2 separate regions of the Lactuca sativa genome follow, and region 2 is linked to region 1. A link is a contact called in public Hi-C data. All regions are on one chromosome and are shown on one strand. Each heading gives the region's core, a stretch centred on a gene start, on an enhancer-like site or on the middle of the called end of the contact. The rest is flanking DNA. Distances are from core to core; before and after follow the strand shown. Region 1 holds the start of LOC111913824 (nuclear transport factor 2). Region 2 holds the start of LOC111913823 (ninja-family protein 6).

Evidence for each region. Hi-C and Micro-C count contacts between places; a contact is called where the count stands out from the background.
Region 2: a contact with region 1 is called in a Hi-C map of leaf, with 4 times the contacts expected there. The contact joins the promoter of LOC111913823 here to the promoter of LOC111913824 in region 1. A contact is called at or near these places in 2 of 4 Hi-C or Micro-C datasets (both in leaf).

The regions. Positions count from the first base shown.
Region 1 is chr3:162,593,289-162,600,522 of Lsat_Salinas_v11, reverse strand. LOC111913824 (nuclear transport factor 2) reads right to left here and starts at 2,270. Exons shown (of 8, transcript XM_023909539.3): 1 at 2,110-2,270; 2 at 984-1,173. The coding sequence starts at 1,169.
Region 2 is chr3:162,945,257-162,952,383 of Lsat_Salinas_v11, reverse strand. LOC111913823 (ninja-family protein 6) reads right to left here and starts at 3,229. Exons shown (of 3, transcript XM_052769436.1): 1 at 2,335-3,229; 2 at 1,094-1,345. The coding sequence starts at 2,956.

The DNA.
Region 1 (7,234 bases), core at 1,021-3,520:
TAAATCACTCAACTTTGAGTTTTTTTATATCAGGGGTAACTTGTAAGGGTAATTTAGGTATTTGATTATGCAATTTTATATCACGGGTAAGGGTAATTTAGGATACAAAATTTAACAAGAATGTAAAATTTCACTTTACTGAGTATTTTTTTTTTACATTCTTGTGAAATTTTGTATCTCTTTTGTTTCAACGTTTATAAACTTTTGTAATTTTTGACTTTTAGTGATGATGATGTGGGCCGATGATGTGGCAAACGTATTGAAACAATTTCATTCAATAGTAACCAAGCATGCAAAGTCATAGTTCCATTTCCACATCAGCAACACAACAAGTCATCGCCACATCATCACATACAATTTTTCACAAACAAAATCGAAAGTATAAGGTGTGTTTGGTTGTGGAAAATTGTTTTCATTTTTCTAAAAAAACGTTTTTGGAAAATAGAGTTGAGTTTTTATTTTTAGTTTTCAATGAAAATTAAAAAAAAAATAAATAAATAAAAAAAAAAAAAAAAAAAAGTGTTTGGTTGAAACTGGAGGAGTTTTCATTTTCCATTTTAGAAATTTAGAAAACTTTGGAAAACTATAAAAATCAAGGTAAGGGTAGTTTAGGTATTTGATTATGCAATTCTATATGGTTGTCATATTTTTACCAAAAAACTCAGTTTTTATTTTCATTCTTGTGAAATTTTGTATCTTTTTTGTTTCAATTTTTATAAACTTTGACTTTTAATGATAATGATGTGGACCTATGACATGGCAAACATATTGAAACAATTTCATTCAAAAGTAACCAAGTCTGCCAAGTCATAGTTCCATTTCCACATCAGCAACAAGTCATCGCCACGTCATCACCAAAAATCTAAGGTACTTAGGTGGAACAAATTTAAAACTTGGTTACTATTTACTGACATTATCCCATAAAACTTATAACTTTCATCCAAAAAGGAAAGTAAAATGTTTTTTTAAATAAAAAAACTTACTTTCATGGTAGTCACAGTTATCATTACACCATCTTCATCAGGGCGGCTTATAAAACTCGACTCCTGATAAAATTTATGAACCATGTCTGGAGAGTGGTGGAGTATATGGTAATACTGCTCAACAAAGGCATTCCCAACCACTTGTACACTTGGAGTTGTTGAAGGAGCTTCACTTTGTGTTGACATTATTCTAATTACCATGAAAAAAAAATTCTATTAGTAAATTTTTTATAAAATGGACAAAAAGAAAATGAATCCTTGTATTGTGTAATAACTGAGATCTTGATTGTTATTAGGTAAGTTGAGAAATGTAGTACTATGAATCTCATAGGTTAGTTAATGAGTAAATAAATAATGTAGCAAATAGATTATGTGATTAATAAATAAAGCAAGATAAGTCTTCCACATATCATTGTAAGTTGAGTGTGAGTCAGATTGGGTTCTAGATTAAGTGAAAAATTGGGACTTTTTTAAAACTGGTTGGTTTCTTGATGAAAACAAGGGAATGTTTCTTGAATGTTTGGGTAAAATAAGGTTTAGATCCAACTAAGTAACAGGTATACATCTAGATTGGGGCATTTGGTTCATGTTATATTTTGGCATCTGTATTGGATACGAAAAAATTGTTGCTTATGATTCAATCAATTATCAATGGCTATCTATGAAAGTTTTAGACTTTTAGCGATTTATTTGTGTTTCACATAGCTTCTCCTTATTCTACTCCTTGTTTTCTAGTCTTTGTTTGAATTACTCGTTAGATTAATTCAGCATTTTGAATAGAACTAATGCATAAAAGAAGAGGCATAGACAGGTAGTTACCCCGATCAATCAACTTATGAAAATACAGCCGATATCACACTAGATCCAACAACTATTACTGTATACAGGAATTTCATTACAATCTGAAGAAAAATGTAAATGCAAACTGCGGAATTAAGAACAGTAACAGCGCAATGCTGATAATGCGAATATATTAACAACCACACTGAGAATCTTACAGGAACGAGAAACTACCAGGAATAATATGCAATTAATAACTCGTCGGGTGAAAGAAAAACCCTAAATAGTAATAGTTGTAGTTTAAATGATCGAAAAAACGAATGGCGAATTGACAGATTGAAATTACCTTGCTTGTTATTGAATCCGAAGGTGAAGATCAAGATGAAGAGATGTTGCTGATATGATGTGGACGAAAATGGAGCGATTGAGACGAGTAGTTCGAAAAAAAGTGAGTGCAAAAGCTACCTGCGGAGTGATGGAGTTTGTTGCAGCTGGGCTTTTGGGGCGAGTATTTTAGGTTTGGTTTTTTTGATGACCTAATATTACAAAGAAGTACTACAAGTTTGAAAAGGTTGCTTTTTAGTCCCTCATTGGATTATTTTGTTAGAAATTGTTGGTGATAATTAATAAACAATATATTTTAGTAACTTTATAGAGTTGTTTTATATTTTTTAATACATCTTAAAAGTGGGTTAGAATTATAATCATTTTCCTTTTAATGATAATTTCTAAAACAATATAGCTTTTTTAATAAAATGTTATAAACTTGTTTTATATTTTCTTTTTTTTTAACTTTTTTTACACTTCTTATAACTTATCTTTAATTTAATGAAAGTACTTTTAAATGTTATGAAAAATACAGAAAAAAATTATGAAACATTTTAAACATATTGTAAAAAAATATTTTGAAAGGATTTTATCATAGTTAGAAAAAAAAATATATGTGAATGTAAAATAAATAAGAACTTTTAAAAGAAAAAAAAATATCTACAAATATTTGATTTAAAAACAGTTGTATAAAAATTATGTCAAAATATAAAAACAATTTTAAATATTATAACCCAAGTTTAAAACATTGTACTCAAAAATATAAAACAACTTTATAACTTTTTTGTAAATGATTATAACAAGTAATAATTTTTTCTATAAAAACTTATAAAAATGTTGTAAAGGATTTTTTTTTAAATAAAAAACAAAACTATAAATTAAAAAGAAATAAATATTGAAAAAATATCTAAAAAAGTCTTTAAAAATTTTTAGAAAAATTAATTTGTAAATTAAACTAATTTTAGACGAAATTGTAATAAAATTTAATGTTCGGCTAATTTCATAACAAATTTTAAAATGTAAAATGTGGGTCAAAAGTATAAAATTGTAAAAAGGTTGACATATTTATCCTAATATACCAGATAAACGTACAGATTACATGAGTCGGTTATCATTTTAAAATATGTTTGTTGGCAACTTAAAGGACGACAAAATAGTTACTTTCCAAAAAACAATGATAACCCAATAATTAAAAAATAAAATGACTTTGAGTTTCTATATCCTTCCATCTAATACGTAGTAGAGGGTTTAATTGAGGAAAAAAAGTTAAGAATGAGGGAATCATTCTCAGTCAATCATTTAATTAACATCAAGGGATGGAAATGGGGCGGGTTTGGGGCGGGGTTGACCATCCAGGTCCCATCTCCGAGTTTCTAACCTCGTCCTCATCCTCATCTCCATCCCTATCCCTATCCCCATCCCCGATGGATGCGGGGAATCAAATCTCTTCTCTTTTGTATTTTGGGCTTTTCCCAGCCCATCCCCAACCCATCCCCAATCTATCAACATAATAAACTCAACTTACAAAACAAAAACCAAGTTTAATAAGTGATCAAAACCATATGTCATAATTAGATTTTGTTTACATCAATCATAAAATTTAACAAGCATCAAAACTAAAAGTGACGATTTGGTATACATATCATTGAAAAAAGTGACGATCGATGAACTCTTGGACTTGGGAACATAATTTGGTATATGGACTCTATTTCTGATGGTCTAATATAGATCAATTCATCTTAGTGGACATAATTCAAATTCAATAAATGATCGTTATACTAATATTATATATATATATATATATATATATATATATATATATATATATATATATATATATATATCTTACTATATTATTATACAAATCTTACTATTTCTAAAAATAGATTTAAGACGTTCAAGTGTTTAAACACAATGTACAATATCTAATGCATTATATAATATATATATATATATAATAACTTTATGCATTATAGAATAGATAATTTCCTATACGGTCAACAGTTGAATTATTCAAGATAAGAATGGATTCGTTTACCCAACAATAATTTCTTTTGGGAAAATATCACGACTTTTGACCTGGTACGCCAAAGAAATCGGTTAAACATACACTTTATATAGCATCATCACCCAATTCACCCAGTCACCACCTACATCTAATTCCGGCACGCCACCACCATCACCGGTTACCACCAGCATCCTCTCCCACTCCCTTTAATACCACCATAATATATAGAGGCTTGTCGCTACCGTACACAAACCATAGCCAACACAACGGCTAATTCTGTCTCTCACTCTCGAAATCTTCTATCTTCTATTTCTCTACCATGATTTCTCAATTACCTTTTTTGATTTAGACATTTTTGTGTTTATGCAGGTGTGTAGCTTGAAGAATTGGTACTTCGATTTTCGCCAACTTTCCATCTCTTTTCTCTCTGCAAAATTGTCCTCTGGTTGTTGCTTATCTATTCTATTTTTGGCAGCCTAATCTTACATATTTCAATAAATCTTTCATTTGTTGTTAAAGAGGAAACTTGCTCGGAAAATTGGAGGCTCCTGCTACCAAACTAAGTCACTAATGTACTAGGGTTTTCACTAAACGAGGGTCGCTAAAAGAGGTCAACATGAGAAATTATGTTCTCAAAGGTAATATGTAGATTTTGCTAGAAAATGTGTCAATTATTCATCTTTCTCTTTATGATAGCTAGATGTGGCCGGAAAATACGTCAATCTTTCATCACCACGTTGATTATTTTGTAGATTTCTAAGGTATATTGTGTCTTCTTCTCTGTAATCACAAAAACCACTTTATTTCTAAATTCTTTATGTTAGTTTTTGAAATGCTCTTTGTTCTGAAGGTTGGTACACGAGTGGTTATGGAGTTGTGGTGGGTTGCTTTAACCATCAGTAAAGACTGTAAGAGAAAATATAATTCAACATAGAGACTAAACTTCGGAAGCTAGAACAAATTTGTAAGGGGCAAAGTTATTTTCAAATGTTTACTGCAAAAGTGGATTTTTTAATTGTTGTTTTGTTTGTTGTTAGATGCAGTTTTTAGCATAACATTACATTATCTCTTAGCAAATACAGGTGTGTTAGGAAAATAGATGTGTGATTTTTACTTTTTCACTAAAACTCATGTGATTTAAGTAGTTATTTTTACTTTTTTTTTACTATCTGACTTATAGACTATCTTATCTTTTCCTTGCATATCTAAACTGTATTTAGAAGGTTTAACACACAGGTCCGACTTTTATACCACTCCATCCTCCTACTTTGCTCTTTTATATGTTTTTTGTTGGTTTATTTCATCCTTTTAATATTTTTTTGCACCACACTCTGTTTTTTAATTTTTAACAATTTTTTTGTGTGTTTAATTTTTTTTCACGGATTATTTGGATGTTGATTTTAGATTAATGCTAAAGATATTTGTTATATGAGTTTTGGACATTAACATGTATTGCCTCAATAGCTCAAGTACATCAAGCCACATATGGACCATTTATGACATTAATAGGTATATTCACTATTTGTTGTATTATTTTTCTATAATTAACTAATTAGTCAAGACCATTCATGATATTTGTGACAGTTTACCATGGAAAATGGATTATGGACATTTGGGTCGGTATACCATATTATTATTTAGGATATTTAGTACAGTTTGATCAAAAGCATCTATAACCTTACCATTTTTCTTTCATTATTGTTTCTATTTTCCTTTTACTCTAGATAATAAAGTTATGGTTAGAAGCTGACACTCTCTCAAGTCTCAAAGCTTCACCATCCAAATGTTGTGGTGAAAGATGCTTCATGGAGGACATAAATAGTATATCTTGAATAACAACCTACTTTGTTTCATTCTCAAACTTGGGTGTCATGTTAGGGTCCCTAATCTTTCTTCTTGATTGATCTGAGTTTCTATTATTGGGGATGAAGCCAAGATTGTTTAAAGAGATAGCAACGATAAGTGACGACCACAAGAAAGTCATCACTCATCTTTTTGTCACAGGTTGCAATTTCCATTCATTTCTATTTTGCAGACATCGAAGGGAGAGCAGACCATGATGGTTATTGGTTCAACATTATTATCTTGCTCGATGGTTTTTGGTTTTAAAACTTGAATTAATCATGTCACTTAGTATTTCTATTAGATAATTAAATTTATTTGTAAGTTTTTTTTTTTTGTAAATGATATTATTTTTTGATTGACTATTAATTCGATCATGTAGTTTTTGTAAGATTAAGTTGGCTGGTTTGGACTTTGGATTCTCTGTAAGGATGGTTATTGTTTTTAGTCGTTGTGGTGTGTTAGATGAAGATTTAGTGTTATAGGAGCGGTTTTAGAAAATTTATTTCACTTCCCAAGTTAATTCAAAAAGATGGGTTATAGTTTTTTTATAGGCTTACAAAACATGGACTCTAAGTGTTTGACAAAATGTCTCATAGAAACTCTACACTCAATCAATTTATCTTTTCCATTTTCTATCGACTTTTGAAACTATTTTGTTTGTTTTATTTTATTTTATTAGTTCTAAATTTTGGAAATGGATAGTTACTTGGTTTTGCTTCGATGAAACTTTAGTCAAGGGAACCAATAACTACTTGGTGGGGGATTTCAAAGTGAACGAAGAGGCAAAAAGGCATAATCTGTGAATTTTTTAAAAATGTCATTAATAATTTTTTTGAAGTCGGATCAACACAATATCTTTCCCAACATGTAGTTTAAATGGTTTTACTTTATTTTAGGCTATAAAATCACATTTTTTTGTTATATTTTTCATTTAATGATAGTCCTTGAAAACATGGTATTTTTTTTTCCTTTTTTCATTCTTGACTTAAAGAACATGGGTTAGTTTCGAAGTTACAAGTTACTATTTTCCAAAGCAAATTAGATTTCATTGTTATGGGGTTACCTTTTCATTACCTTCGTGTCAAAGTTGGATGCCCAATCATATATTTTTCCGAATTGAAATAACTGCCGAAAGAAACCATTTGCACCTGTCTCTTGGCGCGGGTAAACGGCTAGTGTATATATATATATGTGTGTGTGTGTGTGTGTGTCTATATATATATATATATATATATATATATATATATAGTCATCAAAGCGGGGGTGGGGTAGGTTGGGGATTGTTATACCC
Region 2 (7,127 bases), core at 1,980-4,479, 350 kb before region 1:
TGCTTTCATTGAAAAAGAGCTCGAGAGCCACTAAACAAATACGTAAATGATGTTGTCTTTTGTAACTTCTATTACTTGAATAATTTGAGAGAGAGAAAAAGAGAGACCCTTTACATATTAATAATATATATATATATATATATATATATATATATATATATATTAAATAACAAAAAGCTTCATAAATAGTCATTATGGTAGTAAAATGATGGAAATACCCTTCACTTAACGGATAAAATGTAACGGAGTTAGCAATAACGACCTTTGTTAAAAGTTTTAAAAACATATGGACCATCTGTGAGATTTTTTGAACTTAGGGACTAAACTTCAGTTTTCGGAATACCACAGATACCATTTATGAAGTTTTTCCTTTATAAAATTAACTTTTATCATATTTCTATAAACTTATTATATTCTTAGTAATGTTTTATATCTGTTTTGATCACGTTAAAGAAAGTTACAGTTTTTACTTAGTAATGTTTTATATGTTTTATATCTGTGTTGATCACATTAAAGAAAGTTATAGCTTTTACTTAATAAATTATCAAGAAAAAAAATATAAGATAACATTGAAGAACTCCTATACCCGACCTTTTAATTTCTCAAGCTATGCAATATAAGCTACGAGTTTGACAAAATTGGTGTCAATACCAATAGAAGTTTTGAAGTCGAATTTCAAAAATATCTTCTTGTGGATGTTTTTGTGACATGTGCTTGATATAAGTACGGAGATTCTCCAATGCTTTATGACTTAGCTTATAACTTACGACCTTAACTTAGAACTACATTGACCTCCCAAACAAGGAAACATTAACATATAAACCTCCAAAGTTTCACTAGCTAACATATTAAAAAGACGACAACAAATGTACATTTGTTCTCTACTATGTCTATATGAAGACAACAAAACTTTATTTAGCATTTAACTTGGCCCATAAAAGGATTGTCTAAAATCTGACATCAAGGTTTCCAACGGTTTTTCCATTGTTCATATATTATAAAGAAGGTGGGTTAACGACAATGTGTCTAAGAGGATGTTCCACGTCACCACCACCACCATGTTTCACAAACTCTGCTGGAGTTAGAAAATTACCATGACAAACACAAACGATTCTGACTTGTTGTCCTTTTTTATATCTGTACAAAAACCCTTCGATCTTCTTGCTATTAACACCCTCTCCTTTTGTGGAAACGCAAGGCATATCCGCAAACATCATCTTTAGGGTTTCATTTGTGGACTTGTTTGAAACAATAGAGTTCGATCTATAAGGGGTCGAACTTGGGATCTTATGCAAAATGGAATGTTGACTAGCCGTGCTCTTCAACTCACCATCTTTATTTATTCCTATCATTTAATCAATATTGTAGAGAGTTATACAAAGATCATATGGATTGATTTTTAATTTCTAAAACATATGAAATAAGATAGAAACACATTAAAGATGAGCTCCCAATAATCGAGGCACATAATATCGTTGCAAATCAACATTTTATTTCCTAAAATATACAAAAGTTAAGTATAACCAATTCAATTTGTTACAAAATAATCATCCATTAGTTTTTAAAGGCTAAATGCCAGAAATCACTTTGTTTATTTATTCACTTATTACAAAATCGTACTTTCATTTATTTATGCTTAATAATTTAAGGATTAGACCATCCATAATATATATATATATATATATATATATATATATATATATATATATATATATATATATATATATATATATATATATATATATATATATATATATATATACACTCCACTAACCTTCATATGCAACATGGTCATGATTGCCAACTTAACAACCTACAAAGTACAAACCTTAATACCCATTTGTTATAGTAGAGTTTTTTCATTTGTAGGTTCCACTAACAAAGTATCAGTTGTAGTTACTGTATTAGTTGTAAAAATAAATAAATAAATAAATAAATAATAACTAATAAAACAATGAAAAAGCTCATATAGAAATTTTGTAACTGCAGGACCATTTTTAACAAGTTATTGAAAATAAAGACACCCCTAATAGCTTATTTGATCCTTTTTTATTCAAAACAAAACACCAATAATAGATGGCTCTTGTACTATCAAAATCTACTTAATTATGACCACAAAAATATACTCTATATCTTAATAAAATCGAGATAATTGAATATAATCTTGCAATGAGAATAAAAACTAATATCTAAAAACAACTTTTGCTATTTTATTGTATTTAATCCTACCCTTTATTTATTTTCCTATATTAATTAACATTAATTGTGGTAATTACCATATAATGATATAATCAAAATAAATCTCATGGATCGAAACAAATAAAAGTAATATACCTGAAAAAGGTTGACTTTCCAAATCAGAAACACCAGAAGATCCGCCGCTAGCAGGAGAGCCCACGGACACCTGCGACGGAAACGGCGACGGCCGTGGCAGTGGAGGTAACAGTGACGACGGTGGTGGTTGCCATGACTGATCGTTTCCCTTCATTACATTTCTTCTTTTTGCATCGTAATTCTCCTCCGACGTCAACAACCCTTTCTCAACTTTCCCATTTTTAAGCTTTTCAACACGCTTCCTCTTCGCCTCCGACCGCCGTAACGACTGCAGTTCCTGCCTCTTCTTCCACTCATCCCCCATCTCGATCGGCAGCGAGCACGTCCTTGTTAACGGCGGATACACCGTCAATGCCGTCGGATCTTCCATTGCCGACGGAAAACTCGAGAAATCTGCTACGGAGGAAGCACGGATTAATCTGTTATTGTTGTCATGATAATCATTAGCCACCACTCTCCGTCTTTCCACCCCAAATCTTCCGTTCAACGACAAACCTAAACTCAGCTCTACGTTTTCTTCACCGAACGTCTCCTCTTTCAAAGAATGGGTGTCCCCACCTCCGCCACCACCACCACCGCCACCGCCACCACCGCCGCATGCAATTGTTTTCAAGAAATCCATCCGGCCGTTATAGAATATTAATTTGCTTCTCTTTATGAAGTCCCCGGCGTAATTTTTCAAGCATCAATGGCGATTTTATTTTAAAATTAAAAAAAAAAACATTTATTTTGAATCGATTTGGTGAAAAACAAAAGATACCTCTATAAATCCACAGAATATCAAGAAAGATCAAGAAGATTTTCCGGGGAAAATCTTGCCGGATTTTGCTCCGCCGGCTGTGAGAGAGAGAGATTGTTTTACGGAGAGATAAAGTATAGGTGCAGAAGGGGAGAAGAAAGTGGGGAGATTTTTAATGTGAAGAGGTAGGTGAAATTACGAAACCACCCTTGAAAGATTGTTAAAGATAAAAGTTGAGGTGACACGTGGAGGAATAGAAGAGATAATAGTCTGCCACGTAGGCCCTTTTAGAAACAAAAACAAACGACGAAACAAGCGTTTTTGTTTTTTGAGCTACAAAGGGTACTTAATGACTGACACGTGTCAGTGGCAGGATATGGACTTATAGGCACGTGTGTATAAGGTCTGTGTAACAGTAACTTCCATTTGCAGTAATTTAGGTGGAGCCCGATCTTTAAGTTTTACGTATGATCAACATGATCCTGTTGTTTTTGGCTGGTGCTGACGTGGAGGACCACTGACTGGACACGTAGATGACAGCCTTCATGGATTTTTGTTCTGACGAATAAAATCTTTAAAATATTTAATGAATTATCGGATTTAATAAAAGCAAAAGCCGGTTTGCCTTGATCCAAAATCTTTTAAATCTTTTAAATTCAAAATCTAAAATATCATCTTATATTTTTTTTTCTATTTTTCTTTCAATCTATTTAAGATGATTATAATTATACAAATTTAAAATCTCAATCAAATTTAAATTAAATTTAATGACACTTGTCACCATCTAAATTAGGTAGGAGGATATTAGAAACAAAAAATAGAAGACTATTTAATTTCTCATCTTTTAAATATTTAGACTATTCGGTAAGGGCCGTTATTGCCGAGCTCGACATGATATAACATGACGTAACGTTTTTACCACGGATAAACACCACCCCCACTAAGCGTTATAATGAGACACGTTCCGACAAGAACAGGTAGCAGCAACGTTTTTTTTTTTTTCGTTTGAACGGTTAGTCAAATATATATATATATATATATATATATATATATATATATATATATATATATATATATATATATATATATATATATATATATATATAGTAACGTTCAATCGAAAACATTTCTTAGAACATTTGAGAGTAAATTTTGACCACATAATTTTTTTAAACTAAAATCATCATATAATATTAATATAAACCAAGAAATAAGTGAAAAAAAAAAAAAAAAAAACTCACTAACCAACATCGCTCACCACTCAAACAATATAATCCATCACCACCACCACCACCCGTCACCGCCTCCCACCTCCACAACCCATCACCACCACCCCCACACACCACCTAACATCATCACCACCATGCGCCATCACAAACCACGACCATCATCCACCATCACCTATCACCAGCACACGCCACCCAACATTATCACCATCATCCACCATCGCCAACCATAACCATCATCCACCACCACCACCACCACCCAGCACCACCACCCACCATAACTACCGCCTATCCACCACCACCACCCATCACTACAACTTACTCACCACTATGACCACCACATACCTCAACCATCACCTACCACCCATCACCACTACCCCCACCCACCACCCAACATCATCACCATCATCCACCATCGCCAACCATAACCATCATCCACCACCACCCACCATAACTACCGCCCATCCACCACCACTATCCACCACCACTACTCATCACTACAACTTACTCACCACTATGACCACCACATACCTCAACCACCACCTACCACCCATCACCACCACCCACCACCACCACAAATCGCCATCATCACCACCACCCACCTCTACCACCAATCACTACCACCTAGCCACTACCCATCATTATGACCACTTCCCGCCATTACCACCAACTACCACCCACCACCCATCACCACCACGGACCACCCACCACCACCACCCATCACCATCGACCACCACCACCCATCACCACCACCGGCCCCCACCAAAACCACCACCCTCCCACCTCCACCACCCATCACCACCACCCACTACCACCATCCATCAGCACCGACCACCAACACCCATCACCACCACCTGCTCCTATCACCCATACCCACCACCCGTCCACCTCCTTCACCCATCATCACCACCCATTACCATCACCCACATCAACCACCACCACCACTACACATCACCACCATCCGCCTCCACCACTCATCACCACCACTCACCCCCACAGCCACCATATATTACCATCGATGACCACTACCTATCACCACCACCATCACTTCCATCCACCACCCACCAAAACCACCAACCACCACCCACCTTCACCACCCGCCACCACCCATCACCCACCAAAACACCATACACCATCATCACCCTCACCACCTACCCACCCACCACCAACACTTATCACCTTCACTCGTCTCCACCACCGTTCGCCACCGCTAGGGATGGCAAAAAACCTCGAACCCGATGGGGAAACCCGAAACCCGATCATTTCGGGTCGGGTAACGGGTCGTTATTGGGTTTTTTATCGGGTTCGGGGCAGGGAGTGGGTTATCCTCGCCCCGACCCGCCTCGATTATATGTATATATATATATATATATATAATGTTCAAAAATTTTTGCTGTTAATTGTATGCGTTCAAATATAAAATACTTATTGTGGACAATTTATTTAGTTATTAACAATCTGGTGTTAATGATCATTTTTATGTGTTTTGACGTATTAAACAAAACTTAAATCAAATAATTTTTAATATAACGTCCAGTTTATTTTACTAAAGTGATGCATCATGTTTTTAATTTAAAAGAGTTGCTAGAACATGTATATTTTATAAGACATTGGGGTACCCTAAAAGAGAATAAAGATTTCGTTATCAATTGTTGTAAACCCGATAAGATACCCAAAACCCGACGGGGAAACCCGAAACCCAATGGGGCGCCCCGATAAGATACCCGAAAGTTATCGGGGCGGGTTTGGGAATCCATGCCCCCCCCCCCCCCCCCGAACCCGCCCCATTGCCATTCCTAGCCACCGCCACCTGCCACCCACTATAATCACCATCCCACATGTCACCCCCACCACCCTTCACCACCATCACCACCTACTACCACCAAACATCACTACACATCACCACCACCCATCACCACCACATGTGATTATGTGTATATAATAACATGTGGTTATTTGTATTTAATCACATAAGATTTATATGAACAATATTCTTTTTTGTCCATATAAATCATGTGATTAGATACATATAACCACATGTGATTAGATATATTTAATCAAATGTGATTAGATATATTTAATCACATATGTCATTATGCGTTCTTGATTCAATAATTATTTTTTGTCAACTTTAATCACATTTGATTAGATACATATCATAACATGTGATTATATGTATCCAATCACATATGGTTTATATGAATAATATTCATTTTTTTAGTTTTCATTTCAATAATTTTTCTCATATATTTAATCACATGTGATTATAAGTATTTAATCACATATGATTAATGTGGACATAAATTTGTTTTAACGTTCTTGATTCAATAGTTGTTCTCGTGTATATAATTACATGTGATTATATATATTTCATCACATATGATTTATTGAATCAAGAACATGACAACAAATCTTTTTCACATAAATCATATGTGCTTAAATACACGAGACAAACTATTAAATTAAAAATACAAAAATGAATATTTTCACATAAATCATATGTGATTAAATAAATATAATCACATGTGATTATATGTACTTAATCACATATGATTTATGTGGACAAGAATTATTATTATTTTTTCTCAATTCAATAGTTGTACTCATGTACTTAATCACATGTGATTATATGTATCAAATCACATATGAGTTATATTGATAATATTCATTTTCACATTTTTGATTCAATATTTTCTTATGTATTTAATCATATATGATTGTATGTATTAATCACATATGATTAATGTGGAAAAAGAAAAATTGTTGAATCAAAAACGCAAAAATGAATCTTGTGTACATAAATCATATGTGACTAAATGTACAAGAAC